3 separate regions of the Mus musculus genome follow, and all the other regions are linked to region 2. Evidence: chromatin contacts called from public HiChIP or PLAC-seq and promoter capture Hi-C data. All regions are on one chromosome and are shown on one strand. The core of a region is the stretch at or near the end of the contact, and the rest is flanking DNA. Distances in the headings are between cores, read along the strand shown. Region 1 holds the start of Ap1g2 (adaptor protein complex AP-1, gamma 2 subunit). Region 2 holds the start of Haus4 (HAUS augmin-like complex, subunit 4). Region 3 overlaps Zfhx2 (zinc finger homeobox 2).

Region 1 (2,700 bases), core at 84-2,583, 550 kb after region 2:
CCCCTCTCCCAGCGCCCTGATTTCAAGTGCCCCAGAACCCTCTCACTTCTTGATGCTGTTGGTGATGAGCAGATGGGAATCGTGCCTCTCATCCAATAGAAGCATGGCCCCAAGGTAGCCCACCCTCTTGTCTGTGAATCTGGGGGAGGCGATCAGTTTCAGGCACTCCATCTATAGGGAAGGAGGCAGACCAGGAGGGCAGTGTGAAACCACAGGGCACTAACTTCCGGGCTACAATCTCCTTTAGGCCAGATTAACTTGTGAGGGATCATATTTCATCACTCTCTCTGTAACCAGAAGCTTAAGTGTGGATCCAGATGACAGCAGGCAGGTTTCAGGGACCTGTGTAGGAGTGGAGTCTGGAAAGGGGATGGGGAGGTGCTGAACGGGGCTGGCAAGAAATCACTAGTAGGGTGATAAAAGGTTCAGAAACTAAAGGATTTAGCTGGGTAGGGCGGGGCATGCCTGAAAGTCCCTACACTGAAACGGAGGCAGGGTTTTCTCGAGTTCCCAGTCCGGGCTATAGAGAACCTGTTTCGAAACAAAAAAACTGGAGGAAAAAAACAAAAACAAAAACAAAAAAACAAAAACCACAGCCTGGGTACAAACACAAAGGGGCGCACTGGCCATCTTCCTCAAAATTTGTAGCCATCCCAGGCCAGTACCTGTCCAAAGTGGGCGGGGTAGCCCAACATGTGGACGTAGAGCAGTTTGGCCAGCTGGCGATGCCTCTGCAGGGGATCCCCATCGCGGAAGGAGGCCCGAATTTGGGCGCACTCCTTCTGGATCACCTCCCGTTCCTGGGCCTGCGTCTTGGCCCCGCGAATCTCTTCGATTAGGTCCTGAAGTCTCAACGAATGCACCACCATCCTGGGGACAGAGCCCGGGAGTTGAAAAGACTTTATTTCAACACGTTCTAGCCGGTTGGATAGAATTGCCTTGTGCCAAGATCTCGAAGGGATTGCGTCCCACCGCCGCCCTAAAACTGTGCCCACTTTTACCTCCCACATGTACCCGGGGGCCACCCTCCCGCCTCGCAAGGACATCCCCACTACGCATGCGTCCTTGCTCCACCCTGTGGCTGTTTCTACTGAGCCTGCGCTACAGACCAGTCTATTTCTCGCTCTTCTTCCCGGACCAGTTTCTCCTCTCTAGTTTTCCTTCTGGTTCTCTGTACTATTCCCTTCGCGAGATTTCTTGCCCCCATTCCCACTTCAGAAGGCACTAGTTTCCCAGTCCCAAGCTCACCTGGCTTCGGTGTCAACTTTGCTCCTCTACCCCCCACCCAGCACTTCCTGGTATGGGACAGAGCTGGGGTTGGTGCTCGGTTCGGGGCCCTTCCCTCTTCCCCGCCTCTATCACGGGACCCCGCCCCTCTAGGGCCTCCCTGCTGAGTCGTCTTGACATTTCTGACCTCTGGCCTGTCTCTGGCACTTTGGTAAAGGAGCCTAGAATTGTTCCATGATTGTGGCTCCCCCAGGGGCCTCACTTTTCATCCACCCCACCAGGTGGCACTCAGAGAGCTTGAGTCAGAAGCCATCGCACCCCAAAGGAGATGACAGTCCCCCCCTTTTTGGAACTTTTTTATTAATATACTTTTTTTTGTTAAATTTCTTTGTTATTTTTTTTTTCCTGCAAGACTTGATGTTGGCGGCACTGTTGTATAACTTCAATCCCAAATTCCATGAAATAGAAATCAGAAGTAAAGATTGAGAAGGAAGGAAGGAAGGGAGGCAGGAGGAAGGCAGGCCAGGGAGTAAACAGAGGTTGACTAGAAAAATAAGAAGAGTGTGTGTGTGGTGGGCATTCCTGGGCAAGGCCATTCCTTGAGGAAGGGATTGATTGGCAGGCAGCTTGCCTCTGCCTCATGCAGGGTAGGAAAGTCCCCCGGGGTTCCACAGTCCCCTCTTGTACAGCTTTCTGTCCCCAGAGGGAAAGTTAGTCCCAGGGATCAGCCATAATCTCAAACAGGCTCTCCCCCCAACTCTCGTCCGGGGTTGACACCCACCTCTGCCCTGCCCTGTGTGGGGCAGCGGCTTCCTCTGATTCCCCGTTAGCTCCCATCTCGCAGGAGTCTACGCGAGGGGTTAGAAACTAGACTTGTGACAGCATCTGCTGCCCTTCAGCCCTCAACGTGTTCGCCCCACAACTGTCAGAGCTGAGGACTGGGGTCCTCGCTTGCTGCAGCGCCTCTAACCCTCTGCAGAAATGTCTTCTTCAGTCCCCTTAGGAATTTAATCAAAGGCCACAAGTGAGTCCAGACCAACCAAATAAATTTTCAGGGGGGCAGAGAAGGGTAGAGAGGTGAGTGGCAGAATCTGAAGAGGGGCGGGCTTGGTTGCACCAGATGGTTTTTCGTTGCTTTTCTCAATACTCTTGGCTTGGCGTGCCATCCTTGGTGGTTGGGAGAGGGACTGGTTGAGGAGGGCAGGAGAGGGAGCACGGGGAGTTTCCTGTTGTTCGCTCCCCTTTTCTCCCTCAGGGAAGATCAAAGTAGGCAAGAACTTAGGTAGGTTCTGGGAGGTAAGAGTGGAGGGTACTTTTCCTGCAGCTTTCCCTTGGGGCCAGTGAGCCCCAAGTGGCTCAGGCAGTGCCTTGTCTGGCCACCCAATCACTTCTTATGCATTTCCTTTCTCCCCTCCACTCAGATTCCAGGAGATTCCTCAGGACACCAAACCCCCACCCTTGGTGAAGTTTTGA
Region 2 (2,700 bases), core at 107-2,606:
TCCAGCTGTCAGGTTGACACAAAACCAGCCAGTACACCACCCAAATCCACTAAGTTCTAATGGAAGGCGTCTTCCTACCGTTACCATTTTGCTGGAGCTACAAACTGTTGCTGTCTGTCGTGTTCCCAGTAAACTAAGGGGTGTGGGTCCCAGTATACCTTTTGCCCCCTTTATAGCTCAACTGTGGAATATCACAGTTTCTTTCTGGTGCTTCTCTGTCAGTGTCATCTCATGAAAGAGCTATCTGTCTGGGAGCAAGAGCGACAGACACTTGAACTACAACAGCTTTTCCAGTAACAATGCACTGCAGTGGTTAGTGTGGGGACATAGCTATACAGATAGGTGTTTTGCCAGAACCTGGAGCACCTTGAAAAGAATGTCATCAACAGAGAGCAATGAGAAACTCAACAGCAACACAAACATTGCCTGCCCATTCTTTCCCTTATTGCTTTACCCACTCCTCCAAATGGCAGCTGAGCCCGAGGCAGCCCCGAGTCTGAAGCTTATTAGTACTTAACGCTTCACGTCCACAGAACATTGGTTTATTCGCTCCTTTTATGAGTCACATGAAAGCAACTAGCCGTTTGTTTTGTAGCGTGGTCTAGAGGAATCAGCTGAGGAGGCGCAATTCGAGACATTAATTTGTGGCTCCGCCCCGCCCCCCATGTTTTCTGTGTGAGTTTATGTGAAATGCTCCTTTTTCAGGTGCCAACAGTGTTCCACCTGCAAAGCCGCGATAACGGTTCTTGCCTTGCATGAAGCATCAAGAATTAATAACAATCGACTTGTCAACAAAAGCTATTTAGTTATGTTTTACCAGTAAGTTCCGTTTTACCAACTCAGAATGTTGTTGAACTACACCTACAAATAAAGTTTTGCAGGCCAGTTAGGCACCCAGCCACGAGGGTTTCAACCGCCCAGGGGTCCTCAGCGGAGCCGCCCACAGGACGTGACCTTAGGCTTCACCCCCACCCTGCGCAGGCAGCCGGGGTCCCACGCGCAGGAGCGCAGAGCGCCGAACTCTGACGCAGGCGTGCTTCGAGCCCTCCAGCCGTTCCCCTGCACGCTGTGCTGGACGCAGATTGATCGTCCTGACTGTTTTCACAAGAGGTGACCCTTACAAGGCCGGAGATAATCAAGATGCAGACGCGCTCTCCGGCGCCGACCTACCGTCTGGGTCGCCAAGGAGTCCTAAAGGGCGAGCGCGGCCTCGCCGCAAGCTCGCGGTCGTCGAGCGCTAACCTGCACGGCTCGCCGCCGGAGCGCTAAGGCCGGGGCCTGCCCGGGAAAGGCGCTGCCGCCAGCGTAGAAACAACTGGGTCTTAAATCAGCCGGGCACAGGACGGGGCGGGGCCTCCGTTCCCGCCTGGCGCAGCCCCGCCCCGGGAGCGCGCGCTCAGCGCAACTGTCGCGGTAGCGGCTCGGATCCTGGAAGTCGGAACTTCACCCATTTAACAAAGGGGAAGACTAGGCACGGAAGGTTATATAGAGGTGGCGGCCCAGCTCGGAAGCTTAGGCCTGCCACTGTGGTGCTCGGAGGTCGAGCCAATGTGTTGTTGGTATCAGAGATCGTCCTGTCTCGGCCTCCCGATTGATGAGAGGAAAGGTGCACGCCACTACACCCCCACTGGTTTGTTTTTATTTATCGATGTGGGCGAGCGCATGCGCCATATGTGGGCGGTGTCCACGGAGGCCGGAAGAGGGAGCCAGAGCCCTTTGAGCCGATGTTACAGGTGCTTGTGAGCTGCCAGATTTTGGGTTCTGGGACTTGAACTCAGATCCTTTTACTACGTTGCTCCAGCCTCACCTCTTGAATTTCTTAACCTACCTCGCCTCCTCCGCGCTCCCTCTGTTTTTTTTTAAAGTCACGTTTTATTTACTGTGTGTCCTACGTGTGCTGTGGAGGTCAGAAGACATTCTGGGAGTGAGACATCATAGGCTTGGTAGCAAGCTCCTTTACCCATTGAGCCGCGTTAACTGCCCTGCCCCATTCCCACATCCCTTATTTCCCATCATCCTTCCTTCACTCCTACTTATGCCTACACTGGTTTTGTAAAACTAAGGGTACCCAATCAGGAAGTGACTTCTTTTGGAAAATAAGATGTTTAGCTGTACTGTTAATCCTTCACCACACCTACTCAGGAGGTTGAGTTAGGAAGATCGAGAGTTCAAAGCTAGGCCCGGGCACTATGCTGAAGTTGCCCATCTAAAAAAATAAAAGTCTTAAATAAACTGCTTCAAGGTTATTAGAGCTCTTTATACGTTTTTATTTATTTTACTGTTGTTTACGTGTGTGGGTGTTTGACTGGCACATATGTCTGTGAACCACTTGTATGCTTACTGCTGTGGGATCCTCTGGAACCGGTTACAGTTACCACCATATAAGTGTGGAGAATCCAACCCAGGTTTACTTGAAGAGGGATGGTTGAGCCATCTCCCTAGCCCAGTGATTAGATCGCTTGCATCAGAGAACAAACTGATAGGATGGAGCAAAAGTGCTAGGAAATGGAGCTGTTTGGCTTTTCCTTAGAACAGCAGTTCTCAACCTGTGGTCGAGACCCCTTTGGTTGGTTGAACGACCCTACAGGGGTCACCTAAGGCCACTGGAGAACACAGGTGTTTACAATTCGTAACAGCAAAATTACAGTTATGAAGTAAGTAATGGAAATCATTTATGGTTGGGGGTCACCACAACATGAG
Region 3 (2,700 bases), core at 137-2,636, 530 kb after region 2:
GTAATAATAAGTAGGAACATAGGATGAGCTTGGAACTTGGGTGCCCTGCCACAGGGCTCTTGCCTAGCATGTAGTTTGAAATGTTCTGTTGCCCTTGTGTGTGCTGCTGTGCTCCTCTTTGAGCTTGAAGGTGCAGAGGAGTTGGAGGCTGGGCGGAGCTATTTGAACGATAATGTGTGTGTCTATGTCTCTTAATGTTCAGAGTTGGAGAGATGGTTCAGCAGGTAAAGATGCTTGTGCTACAAGCTGGACAGTCTGAGTCTGATCCTGAGAACCTACATAAAGATGGAAGGAGGGAACCAACTCCACAAAGTTGACCTCTGACCTCCATACACACATAATAAAAGATAATTTTTTAAAAAGCTAACAGTCTATATGTATATCTATATTAGTGTATAGACTCCAAAGAAGTCTGATGTTACTGAAAAATGGAACGAGACAGAAAATAGACTTTGCGCTGGAAGTATAGGCGTAGCAATACCTCAGCACCAAAAGAGAAGGGAAACCTCAGCTTCTGTAGTCAGACGGGCCCAGTGTCAGGTTCTGGTTCTGTTCTCTAAATATCTAGAGGAGCTGTGTGACTTGGAGCCTCTGCTCAGGTCTTCTTGTGTGTCACAAAGAAAACAGGAAGTAGTATGTCATGGAGTTTTGTCCCTCTTTCCCTTCCTAGCCTAACACTTTGGATGTGATCAATCAGTTGAGATGTACTGCTCTTTGGGGGCTAGTGAGTATGCTCACCTCAGGCAGGCATGCTCTAGGGTCCTCGGCCTACACCTATCTATGCTGGCCCTAGTTTTCCATTCTGCATCATGTGGCACACTGCAGTGTGCCTGCAAGTGCTTGGTGGCCGGCTGGCGGCTGGCTCAGAGTGTTTGGGGTGGTGGTAATTACTAGGATGGCCCATCCCTAATGAGTGTGATCTCGTTACACTCTTGCTGCTTCTAATGGAGCTAACCTCATTTCACAGCCATTAGCGATGGAGATGAGGCTCCGCCCACAGGCCCCACCAGCTGCAGCTCTCATAGCTTTGGCCACGTTCTTCCCCACTGCTCGCCATTACAGTTCACCTCTCCGGCTCCCTCTTTTTTCCCTGCTTTCCTCTGGACTCCTCTCTCCTGGTCCCCATTGTTCACCCCTCTTCTCTCTCCTCTTCTGTCTCCTTGCCTCCACCTCTGGGCTGCCTTCCATTCATCCTCCTCCACATGGTGTCTGTCCTCCCCTTGAGTTTTGTTTCCTTCTCTCTGTCTTCTTTGGCACCCTTCCCCTGCCCTTCACCTCTGCTGTCCTTCCCCTCCCCCACACTGCCCTGTCTGGCCAGAGGACAGATCTCCAGGGGAAACCAGCAAAGGCAAACAAAATGCAGTGACTTCATTATACTGGTTAATTTGCCACTTCAGTTCCTCCCATAAGGGTCATAACCAGCAAGGCTTGAACTCAGGACTGACCTGGTGCTGAGTTAAGCATTGCTGTTTTCATGCAGGACCACACCCTCTCCTTCATCTTGGGCTGTCTTTCTTGGACTGGAAGGGTAGGGTGTCTTTTTCTCTGTCTACATAACCTTGCCTCCCTTTTCATGTAAAATGTGGAATCCCTCTCATCTCAAAGCCACTTCCTCCCTCTCTATCTCTGTCTTCTGGCCCAGTCTTGTCTAGACCTTTTTAAAGGGAGGGTCTCAGGCTGGCCTCAAACTCCCTTTGTAGCTGAGGATGACCTTGAACTGAGTCCTGCTTCCACCCTGCGAGTGCTGAGATGACAGGCGCACATGTGCCACCACGCCTAACGGCCCAGCACCTGTCTCCCACTCTTGTCTGCTCTGTTCTCTCTACTCTCCAGTGCCTTACGTTCCTAAAGCACCAGGATGTATCTCTGGGCTTTCAGAAATGACAGAATGTGAAGAAGCCAGAAGTGGAAGAAGGGTTCCCACGGCCTGCCCAGGCCAGTTTTCTAAACATGGGATGGAGGCAGCAATAGATGGATGAGGCCTATGGGTGGAGAGAGGAGACTGGAGCTAGAGGCTTGGAAGAGAAGGGCTGAGGGCCTTTGGCTTGGACAGCCAACAAAGCAAGGAATGAAAATTTTCAGTATGGAAACAAATTTACTCTAATTTTTTTTCCTCCAAGGAAACAGTCCAATCATCTGTCTTCCTTCATTAAGAAGCCAAATGACTGGCAACTGACCCTTGACCTTTCGCTTAAACTGAATCCCAAAGGGAGAGGGTAAGGGTAGTTAGCTGTGACCGGAGGCTGCAGAGGGGAAATGTCTACACTTGAAGTAAAAATGTATGGCCCACACCCATCCTGCCCCATCAGTTTGACACCTCAGCAAGCTACAAGCCCTATACACATATACCCTGTCCTACACTGGGGCTTCACACACCCCGGGCAATAACGGTCTCCCAATTGTATATTGCATATGTAATTCTGGTGGATGGCTCTACTGCAAATTCCAAGGCCCGAACCTTAGCTCTGAAATAATCCTGTGTTCATGCCCAGACACAGAAGGAATCTCCAGTTCTCTCACTGGACTTTTGGAAGGGAAGAGAAAGTGTTGAGTGCTGAGTGGCCTTGGTAGGAAACAGAAGAGAAACCAGACATGATGCTACATGCCTGTGAGCCCAGGTTAGGGAGGGAGAGGCAAGAAAGGATCAGGAGTTCAAGACCAGCCTTTGCTATGTAGTGAGTTTGAAGTCTGGGCTTATGC

Evidence for each region. Promoter capture Hi-C pulls out the DNA fragments that hold promoters and counts their contacts. HiChIP or PLAC-seq counts read pairs in DNA pulled down with a chosen protein or histone mark.
Region 1: an H3K4me3 HiChIP or PLAC-seq map of bone marrow-derived macrophages shows a contact between it and region 2, with 3 times the contacts expected there. The contact joins the promoter of Ap1g2 here to the promoter of Haus4 in region 2. A contact is called at or near these places in 1 of 115 datasets of contacts at active chromatin or transcription factors (bone marrow-derived macrophages) and 1 of 9 other capture datasets (adipose tissue).
Region 3: a promoter capture Hi-C map of liver shows a contact between it and region 2, with 1.9 times the contacts expected there. The contact joins the enhancer-like site here to the promoter of Haus4 in region 2. A contact is called at or near these places in 3 of 39 promoter capture datasets (cranial neural crest, liver and pre-B cells) and 1 of 115 datasets of contacts at active chromatin or transcription factors (bone marrow-derived macrophages).

What each region holds. Positions count from the first base shown.
Region 1 is chr14:55,105,260-55,107,959 of GRCm38.p6, forward strand. It overlaps Ap1g2 (adaptor protein complex AP-1, gamma 2 subunit), which reads right to left and starts at 1,334. Exons shown (of 22, transcript NM_007455.5): 1 at 1,249-1,334; 2 at 666-870; 3 at 47-171. The coding sequence starts at 869. Jph4 (junctophilin 4) reads right to left here. Exons shown (of 6, transcript NM_177049.5): 6 at 1,567-2,700.
Region 2 is chr14:54,553,005-54,555,704 of GRCm38.p6, forward strand. Haus4 (HAUS augmin-like complex, subunit 4) reads right to left here and starts at 1,357. Exons shown (of 10, transcript NM_145462.2): 1 at 1,171-1,357.
Region 3 is chr14:55,084,570-55,087,269 of GRCm38.p6, forward strand. The region is part of intron 1 of Zfhx2 (zinc finger homeobox 2); the gene reads right to left. Among named protein-coding and RNA genes, the nearest start is that of Zfhx2, 6.1 kb to the right of the region's middle. Within about 2 kb of position 1,387, at least 42 of the 459 cell types and tissues checked have an H3K27ac peak or open chromatin away from gene starts, as enhancers often do. A contact at or near this core is called in liver, where this site is marked.